3 separate regions of the Oryza sativa genome follow, and all the other regions are linked to region 2. Evidence: chromatin contacts called from public HiCAR-type data. All regions are on one chromosome and are shown on one strand. Each heading gives the region's core, a stretch centred on a gene start, on an enhancer-like site or on the middle of the called end of the contact. The rest is flanking DNA. Distances are from core to core; before and after follow the strand shown. Region 1 holds the start of LOC4352659 (putative disease resistance protein At5g47280). Region 2 holds the start of LOC4352654 (nucleobase-ascorbate transporter 3). Region 3 holds the start of LOC4352664 (calcium-transporting ATPase 10, plasma membrane-type-like).

Region 1 (3,444 bases), core at 442-2,941, 210 kb before region 2:
AAGTTGCTACGTTGAGCCGAATGAGTTCACCAACATACTAATTATAACTCCCTTTGCACTTACAGATGATCATACCGGGGTTTGTATTAAACCATGCCAATGAACACTAGGCAAATCTCATAATTTCAATCTGAATCTAAGCAAGAACATACCATGCCATGATTTCAAGGCAAAAGGCCATGAACAGAAAACGAGTTACTACTCAATTTGGACCAAAAATAATTTTTCACAGCATCTCCAAAAAAGTTAGGCCGTGTGGCGTAATTGTGTGCTCCACCAGCAATCTAATCCCATTAGGATCGTACACATCACACTTAAGCTTGGTCAAAGCGCCAATTTTGACCAAGCAGGTAGCAGTAGTGAAGAACAAGACGGAAGCATCAACCTCAACTTTACCTAATTGCGCACAAAAAGCACACAATAATTTTGCAGGTTTTACACCCTAAGCCGCCACAATAATTGAAGGAAAAAGATGTGAAACCCTTCTCTTTTCCTTTTTTTCACACGAGGAATCGAATCGAATCGAATAATTTTTGCAAAAAACACGCAAAATTTGATGATGATTTGTTGGTTACCTCGGATTTTGTGATCCTTGAAGATTTCCATGGCGAGCGTGGTCTTGCCGCTGCCGCCCATGCCGCAGATTCCGACGGCCTCCCACCCGCCGCCGCCGCCGCTCATCACCATCTCCTTCACCTTCTCTTTGCCCACCCTCACGCCGCCGCCGACCATGCTCTCGTCCTCCTCGTCGTCCGGGAACGGGAGCTCCACCTCCATCCCCACCGCCATGCCCTTGGTCGGTGGCGTATCCATGGCCATCATCGCCATGGCCTTGGGCGGCGGAGGTGGTGGGGGGAGAGCGAAGGGGAGGGAGATGGCGGGGGGTGGAAGGGCGGTGGCCGCGGCCTGCTGCTGCTGCTGCGCGGCGGCGACCTCCTCGACGCGGCGCTCGAGGCGGCCGATGCGGGCGTCGGCCTCGTCGCGGAGGCGGCGGACGCCGTCGAGCACGTGGGCGGGGGCGTGGCGGGAGAGCCAGCGCGCGATGGCGGTGTCGGCGGCCTCCATCCGGCGGGCCAGCTGGGCGGTGCGGTACACGTTCCACCGCGGCGCCGACGCGGCGCGCCGCGCCAGCTCCAGCGCCTCCCTCAGCTGCGCCGCCAGCTCCGCCAGCTCGCCGGCGCTCCGCCCGTGCCCCCACCCTCCTCCCCCCTGCGCCGCCTGCGGCTGCACCAGCGGCAGCAGCGGCTCCACGTTCCGGCGCAGCCGCTCCGCCGTCGACCTGCAGAAGAACGTCCCCCTCACCGCCCGCAGCAGCTCCTTCACCGCCTCCCCCGCCAGCTCCTCGAACAGCCTCTCCATGCCTCCACTTCTTCAAAATCAATCCAACACAATTCTTTCCCTGCCTCTTCTTCTTCTTGGATCTTGGGATGATGAAATCAATTGCAATCGAACAGAATTCTTTCTATTCTCTGCCTCGTCTTCTTGGATCTTGGATGATGAAATCAATTGCAATTGAACAGAATTCTTCCTCTTCTTTGCCTGTCTCGTCTTCTTGAATCTTGGATGATGAGATCAACTGAATCTCTTTGAAATTGTTTGTATCCCTCTCCCTCGTGTTCTTGGGGGTGGCTTGGCTCAGCCGGGTAAGTGGTGGGTGGTGGCCATCGCCATGGAATTGAGGAGGAGGAGTTGGAGAAGAGTGGAAAAGAAGAATAAATATAGGAGGAGATGAGAGAGGGTTGGAGGGGTCAACCGCCGCGGCTACGGGTCACTGACACTGCCAGTTACCGTGTGGGGCCCACTGCTCAGTCAGTCTACCACTAGTATTAGTACACTGCACATTGAATTACTACTACTGTATTAGTGGGACAAACACTGTTCAAGGTTTAAGTAGAGGAGCTGATAGCTGACCTAAAGACTATGATCTGAGAGCATCTTTGATCTTGGCTTTGAGTCAAGGAGCAAAGCAATGGGTGTTAGGGGTATTAGCAGTATGCATTAGAATGGTTCAACATGTAACTTATGGGCATGGTGATGATGATTTTGATAGATTATGGATATAGAGAAAAAAATATCAGTTCATAACGATGAACTAAATATTATAAAAAGCGAACAAATAACTTTTAAAAAACGTATTTTAGAAGTGCGGCCCAAATAATCCATACCAACTCTATTAATCTCTTAGAACACGCCATTACAGTTTAATAGCTCTACCAAACGACATATTTACAAATGAAAAATAATTCGTGAATAAAACTTTTACATACGTGTTCTTAACAATCAAAAAACAAAGGCTGAAAAATAAACTACAATGAAAAAAAACCTCAAAATCAACTCTAAATTTAAGATTGAAAATTCAAATTTTGGCTAATAAATATAAGCATAAGCAAAAAGATGAAGCCCTAAATCTATTTATGCATAACGTATAACAGGGCATCAGTATGTATTTGTTAGCGATTAGCGAAGTCATTTATTCACCATTGGCATGTGAGGTTTCGCTCAGGGTGATGCTAGGAGGATAACCGGAAGAGTATCTTGCACCCAACAATTGAAGGTGGACAAATGGTATTCTAAAAAAAATGGTATTCTTTTCTCCGAGGGAACAGGAATAGAGCTCTTGCAATGCACTATAAAATAAAAGAATTGATTCAGTTTATAAAGGAAACCGGACCCAAAAACCTTACAACGACACGGTTAATTTTAGATAGGAGTTGGATTCCTTCTAGAGAATTTGTAGTAGGTCAGATGAATGCAGACTTATAGGTTAGCACGGGTGCAGTGGTGGAAGTAGTACGTGAGTACTAGATATATATGCTTAGGGTGAAGGAGGAGATGCGTCAAAGGCACCACAATGGTGGAGAAAAAAATGGATTCCCAATAATAATACAAGGAACCTAGCTAGGCAATGAGGACGTCGCCTTCGATGGCATTCCACCACACATCGCTTGCAGAATTTCACGTACGAGCATGTTAACATAACTAAGTGTTGAATTGGTGGTGCCGTTACGGTGACTTTGTCTATGGTGGTATTTTATGTGTGTGTGGTTGGGTGGGGTAATGATGATCATGATTGGCACTATAGTCTACTCCCTTCGTCTCAAAATAAACCAATCTCGTATATGATGTAACACATTCTAGTATGATGAATCCGGATATCTTTGTGTTGTATCCAGATTCATCGTACTAGTATGTGCCACATCCCGTATGAGGTTGATTTATTTTGGGACGGAGAAAGTACATCCTAGAAGGGGAGCCGAAACCACATCCGTTGAGTTGAAATTAAGATGCATGTTACTGAAGATAGTTTGTCACGCACCTTGCTTGGAAGATGATGTGCATCCTCGTCCGTATGATCCGAATGCAAAAAATTGTATCTATATATGCATGCACATGTACGTCTGTATGTGCGCAATATACATTACCTTACAAACAAAAAAGAAGAGG
Region 2 (3,224 bases), core at 383-2,882:
AGAATTCAACATCTACATACATAAGCATGTAGTAGTACAAACAATAGCTATGTCTACATAGATCCATTCACTAAAGATCTGATGAAGTAGTGGGGTGTAAAGCAAATCATCACCACCACCAATTCCTTTTACTAGTCTATAAAAAATAATAGTAGCTACAACTCTCTGGAAAACATCAATAGTGTGCACCAGTAGACACCATAATCTCTTCAAATATTAGCAGGGGAGTGAAACAGGAGTTATGCTAAAAAAAAATCTTCAAATCAAAACACACATCAAATATCTCTGGACACCCCCCAATTCAAGAATCATACAAAAACAACACAACACAGAAGCTCCCCCACTCCAAAGGCAAAAAATATCTTGAGTCAAAAAAACCCCAACCAGCAGATACTCCTAAAAATCAAATCTCCCAAATTTTTAGGGATGAAAGGGAATATTCATCATATCCAATCCATTCACCAACCAACACAAAAACACACAAGGAAAGATAAAAAAGAGGAGGAATGAAGGGGTTGGGGTTTCCTTACCCCAGGAAGGGTTGGAGTGGACGCAGTAGGCGAGATGGTGGAACTGCTCGTGCGGCGGGAAGACGGCGCCGGTGCCGACGGGCGGATGCATGATTGGCTGCATCACCATCGGCGGCGGCACGGCCACCGGCGGCGGCGGCGGCTGGTTCATCTCCCCCATTAGTTACACCGACTGCTGCACATAAGAAAGAAACAATTTTTAGGAGTAGAAACCTAAAGACTCCCACCTTTCTTTCCCCCCTTTTTATGCTCATACGCCAATGAAAGCCTCACATTGATTGCAAGAGATTGGATGCGTTTCACATCAACAGAAATTAAATAAATTAAAAAAAGATGCAATTTAATGAGCAGCTACTACTGTTATTAATCAGAAGAGAACAAGCAGAGAAACCACTGGGTGAGAAGAACACTCCAAAGATTGCAAAGCTTTTTCTTAATGGCGACCTTTTTCAGAAGAAATCGCAGGGAAAAGAACACAAGACTTTCACCTTTACTGTTTCTTGTACTACTAACTTGTATCTTTATCCTAGTTTGCAAGACAAGACCTAGAGAAAAAGAAAGGAAGTAAGAGATACAGATTTTCTTGGAAGATTCATGGGGAAGATGCAAATCTTGTGGAATGGAAGACTAGACCCCATGTCGATTCCTCTTAGTTATTCCACAATTGGGGAGAAAGTGACAAGCAGAGAGAAACACTTCAGTCCTCAGAGATTTCTGCATGCTTTGTTCAAAGAACAAATCTCTAAACAAATGAAAGCGAAAACGATGCAAAGAGATAGAAAACCCCAAGGCCTCACATCAACACAATAAAATAAGGGGAAAATTACTCACCAGTCACCACCACTAGAGAAATATAAACCCAATTGGTAGCCCAAAATTAGAGCAAAATAAACTTACAAATTCAGAAAGCTCAAGCTCCAAGCTTCTTCTGCTTCTTCTTCTTCTTCTTTCCAGAGAGTGCAGATGGAGGAGAAAAAATTATATATATGTGCAAAAATATCAGCAGAAAGTCTTCTTCAACTTTTGTTTCTCCCTTTTCTTGGTTTCTTCTTATCTCCTTTCTATGGCTTTCTCTAGTATGGTAGAGTCTATCACCAGCGGCAGTGGCAACAAGACAAACACAAGATTTGTAATCTTGTGGGGAGCAAAGGGAGAAGATTGCAAACTTGAAGACTTCACCTTTATTGCCACACCCACACACACTTATCTTTCCCCACTATTTCTTCTTGATTACTCCACTAATCACACAAGCAAGCAAAACACAACACATGTGAGGGGGGGGAGTGAGTACTAATGCACTCTTGAAAATGAGAGGAGTTCAGTTCACTTCAGCTACTGGGAGGAGCCAAACAGTGTTTTTGGAGCCTTGGATGGATCTAGCTAGGACAACATTAAATCTTGTTTTCTTTTTTCTTTTAGTTTTTTGAGAGCTGTATTGAATGCAACAGATTCCAAGGATGGGGAGAGTGTCCTAGCATTAAAACTGGGGAGGAGCCCTGTGTCTGTGCATCTGTGAGCATGGTGGTGTGGGTTCTTCTGCACCATCTCCTTTCCTGGCTGGTTCCTCCTCAGTCATCAGTGTTCATTGTATTGGAAATTTGGAATGGATTAGTGGTGTCAACTGTCAAAGCATTTTTACAAAAATAACCAAATTTATAACCCTTCTGTTTACCTGGATTGAACATCACTTAAGCCTAGGCTTTAAAAAGTCTGTTTATTAACATATCATACACAAGAGTTTAAATTTTAAAAAAATTTAATATTTTGTAACATTATATTTTAAACTGCTAGTGACACAAATTTAAAAATTTTATTTATAAATTATTTTTTATTGTTTTTTTCATTTTCTACGGCTTATCAACCGTAGCTCGAACAGTCAAAGCCTATATGATTATATTACTTACTCCTAGATCACAAAAGGTACCAGTATCAACACAGTGATGTAGCTAAAGGTAAACTACTTTATGTGTGAGAGATTTTGTTGCTTGAAAGGTGAAAATAAATCAGCTCTTTTTATGTGAGGGGGTGTTTGGGAGGGAGGGGCGAAACTTTAGCCCCCTCTCTCAAAACCAAAAGTCCCTTTAACCCCTCTCTCAAAACCATAATCTTTGAAAAGATTTAAGGGGACTTATGGTTTTGAGCCCCTCTCTCCCAAACACCCCCTCAACTTGTAATGTAATCCCTGTGTAGTGCATGACACTACTACTCCAATCTTTTCAAAGATCATCATAGCATCATGCAGAAAAAAAGAATTTTTTTGTTGTAGAAGGATCATCACATGGGGAGATTGCTGTTTACTATTCTTCCCTGGCAACTTAAGCATGAGCTTTCAGGTAGTACTACTGTCACTACTACTAGTACTATACTCCGTTGACGACTTGCTGCATACTTTACTGTTCAGAGAAAAGGTTTTTGCTTGATTGACACACAAAAAAATAATGACACCGTTATAGACTGATGAAAAAAAAAACTGTGTTTGTCAGGATCCCATGATCCTGGCACTACATTTGCTCACAAATCACTTTGATTATGAACTGCCTTCTTTAATAATTAATGTCACACTTTGGTTAATGATTAGGGAGACCTAACCTTGTGGTGGACAGATCACATGAGTTGTGAAAATTTGGCCTATGTGCTATGGAATGAAGCAGATGAAGAGGCAAAAGGTACAGCTGCTAGCACAGCAGACAGACC
Region 3 (3,511 bases), core at 787-3,286, 240 kb before region 2:
TCCCCGACAAAAGAAAAGGATTATCTTCATTTACAACAACAGGTTCACTCTCGCCAGTGAGACTGGACTCATTAATCAGTAGAGAAAACCCAGAAATGAATAGCCCATCAGCAGGAACCTGATCACCAATTGCTAAATGGACAACATCTCCAGGAAGAAGATCATATATTGATAGCCTTTGTCTAAAACCATTCCTTGTGACTTGCACTTGTATTTTCTTTTTCTCCTTGTCCAAGTCCTTGAACTGTAAGGATTGCCGATAGTCACTTGTTGCGGTAACAAACACGACCAAGAGGATACTTGCAACAATTCCCAGACCATCATGAGCACCTTTTGGCCATCCTTCCATGGCAATGCCAACAACCAACGATACAAAGGCACAGACAGCAAGAATTATAAGAGTTGTATCTTGAAGTGCTTCCCATACAAACACCCAAAAACTCCGGACCTCGCTTTCTGTGAATTTGTTTAGTCCATATACATCTTGCCTGCGCTTAATGCTTTCCTCAGCTGTACTTAACCCATCCGCTGGTGATGTCGCAAGCTTGTCTGCTATTCCAGTAACTCCACCGTGGGTGATCAACTTTTTACTATCATGACCCTCAACAATAGAGCCCAGTTCATCAGCGCAAATCTGAAACCCTGCAGCCTTGACTTCTTCAGGAACAACATACTCACTTCGAAGTGAAAGACCTGAGTATTTGTATTTTTGATGGCATGTTTATTAGGTACTAAAAATGGTCAGAAATATAAGAAAATACCAAAACAAGGCACGTTCTACATTATGAAACAGCATCCAATCATTACATGATTACCCTGTATAAACTGTAGTGCAGCTTTCGATACCAGCACCGCAACCCGCAGTTTCTCCTGTTAAAACCATCCACAGTACGAAATTCAGTAACCTCTTAGAATTAAGTGCGAAAAATAAGCTTAGCACGCTCTAGGAATGCAGCAGCGTGAGCACCGAAAACCTTCCAACTATAACTTCTCGAAAATCCATTCGTGAGTGCGAAGCTACTACATAGCTGCACTCTGGAGTCAATTAAGGAAAGGATAGTAGGCTCTGATCGACGGGCTTGCTACACAATGTTCACAAGAAAAGCGCCTACATGCAGATGCTCCGATCTTGCGAACCGGGTTTCCTAATTCCCAAACCATAGCGAGTATACTAAAATCAACACCACCGCAATACATGTCGAAAGCGATGAAGCAACAAGGATCCCCTCCTATAGCTCAGCAACAGCCATCACTATCAGACTCCGCAATTTCTCGCTGCAACAGCCGCATCCATATCCACAAAATTGCTACTAATTTGCTACTACTTGCTAAGCTCAAGATCCTCCTCCTACGCACACAGTGTGCAGCTACAAACACTAGTAGTTGGTGGAGATGAGATCACATCACACACACACACACACACACCAACTGCCCCCAACTCCAGATCGCTCTGCAGGATGGATAAGAAAAACCCTAGCAACCTCGGCGGCGAGGTCCCAGATCCCAGAGCGAGCGAGCGAGCGGGAGTGGAAGAGGAGGAGGAGGAGGAGGAGGAGGGAGTACGTGGTTGGCGTGCTTGATGGCCTGGGCCTCGCCGCGCTTGTCGAGGTTGGCGGTGAAGCGGAAGCGGCGCTTGGGGTTCTTGACGACGCCGCAGAGCTTGCGCCACCGCCGGAGCGCCTCCTCCGACGAGTTCTTCGCCTTCACCCCGCCGAAATTCTCCTCCAGGTAGCTCTCCATCCTCCTCCTCCCACCTCCACTTCAGATCAAATCCACAAGAAAAAAAAGAAAAAAGAAAATCCCAGGTTGCAGCACGCAGTAGCTGGCTGGTTGCGGCTGCGGCTGCGGCTGCGGCGAGCTCCCTCCCTCCCGGCGGCGTGGCCGCTCCGGCGAGGGGATGAGGAGGAGGAGGAGGTGAGGTGGAGGTGGAGGTGAGCAATGGCGGGGTCGTTGGGTCAAAGAGACGACAAGAGGCTTTTCCTCCTCTCTACTGACCACACTATTCTCTTCTCTCTACTGCACCAGTCTTTGAGACCACTTGTGTTATTATGAAAAATACTATTCTGTCCTCATCCATGATATCGTTAAATTTTCACGTAACGTTTGATTATTTTATTTTAATTAAAGCTTAGTGTATATATATATATAAATATATGATGCATATCCTTTACAATACTACTGATGCAGTAGCAGAGGCTGACACATGGGTCCACATATGGGTCCGGACCCATATGTGGACCCACGTGTCAGCCTCTGCTACTGCACCAGCAGTATTACAGATAATCCCTGTTAAAAAATATAAGTTAGTTTCTTTATTGATAAGATAATTTATAATAAAAAAATTATATGTTCTTTTAGTATAATGTTATGTGAAAAGTCAACGACGTCGTTAAGGACGAAACTCGAGATTTTAGTTTCTTCATTGATAAGTACTGCCTGGACATTTTCCTCACAAACTCGAGATTTTTCTTTCTTTCCTCCTTCTGTGGGTTCAACTATTCATAGTCATCTTTAAGCGGAGGATGTACATAATTTTCGAATTTTTAACATTCAACGTTTGTGAAAAATATTACGGCTCTTTAGAATATCGTAATACACCAACGGGCAGCGGCTGGTTGAGTAAAAATGGAAGCGATCAACAGACATATTTGGATTTCCGAGACCGGTCTAGATTAAGCTAAGACAGGTTATCAGATTTGCACCAAAAAAAAGAGTTAGCGGTCAAGTGGTCCTGGACTCCTGGTCATGAATTTTATAGTTAAGAGGGCTAAAGTTTAAGAAAAATCTTGGTGTTGTGTGTCTAATTTTCATCGGTCAACACAAAGTCGCTTTCAAAAATAAAACCTGTTAGAACAGGCACATAAAAAAAAGGTTACTTTTTCCCTTGATACCATCCACCAATTATGAAAAAGGCAAAAAGAACCTAGAGATTCTATTCCTTTTCCTTTTGGAAAAAAAACACATAACTTTTTTCACAAAGGAAAAGGATAGGAAACTTCATCGCAAAAAAGAAAATGCATACATCCAAAAAAACACGCCGAAAAATCAAACTTTTGGAATTATTTTTATTATCTTTTTTTAAAAAAAATATGGGAGCCTGAACACGCATGGAACGACAATTAAGAAAGAGCGCATCACCTCAAGATCCGGATCGCTTTGCACTAAAAAAAATCAATCAATCCATGTCTTTGGTCGTGTGTGTGTCAGTCAGTCTCTCCTTTTTTTTTTACTAATAATTATAAAAAATCATCGTGTCTTTGTTTTTGCGATTACAATTTACAAATACACTTTTAAATTATAAACATGTTCACGCGTTTTCGGACACATGACCGGTCGGGCCGGCCATGTGATGCTCGCCACCAATCATTGATGCGAAAAATGCCAAACTTTCGTTGATTGACAGCTCTGAATTATTTATTAACCGTATTGTATACTTGAATGACAGTTTAATTTTAGTGTTGTTCTTGGTGACCGTGCTAATGGACTTGGTTAGTCAACAAGATTTGTACAG

The links. HiCAR-type assays count read pairs that join an accessible place to other places.
Region 1: a HiCAR-type map of leaf shows a contact between it and region 2, with 3 times the contacts expected there. The contact joins the promoter of LOC4352659 here to the promoter of LOC4352654 in region 2. A contact is called at or near these places in 1 of 15 Hi-C or Micro-C datasets (leaf) and 2 of 4 datasets of contacts at active chromatin or transcription factors (both in leaf).
Region 3: a HiCAR-type map of leaf shows a contact between it and region 2, with 2.7 times the contacts expected there. The contact joins the promoter of LOC4352664 here to the promoter of LOC4352654 in region 2. A contact is called at or near these places in 1 of 15 Hi-C or Micro-C datasets (leaf) and 1 of 4 datasets of contacts at active chromatin or transcription factors (leaf).

The regions. Positions count from the first base shown.
Region 1 is chr12:25,164,579-25,168,022 of ASM3414082v1, reverse strand. LOC4352659 (putative disease resistance protein At5g47280) reads right to left here and starts at 1,691. Exons shown (of 4, transcript XM_015764352.3): 1 at 576-1,691. The coding sequence starts at 1,359.
Region 2 is chr12:24,956,036-24,959,259 of ASM3414082v1, reverse strand. It overlaps LOC4352654 (nucleobase-ascorbate transporter 3), which reads right to left and starts at 1,632. Exons shown (of 15, transcript XM_015764705.3): 1 at 1,428-1,632; 2 at 531-705.
Region 3 is chr12:25,195,205-25,198,715 of ASM3414082v1, reverse strand. LOC4352664 (calcium-transporting ATPase 10, plasma membrane-type-like) reads right to left here and starts at 2,036. Exons shown (of 7, transcript NM_001423600.1): 1 at 1,564-2,036; 2 at 816-870; 3 at 1-693. The coding sequence starts at 1,740.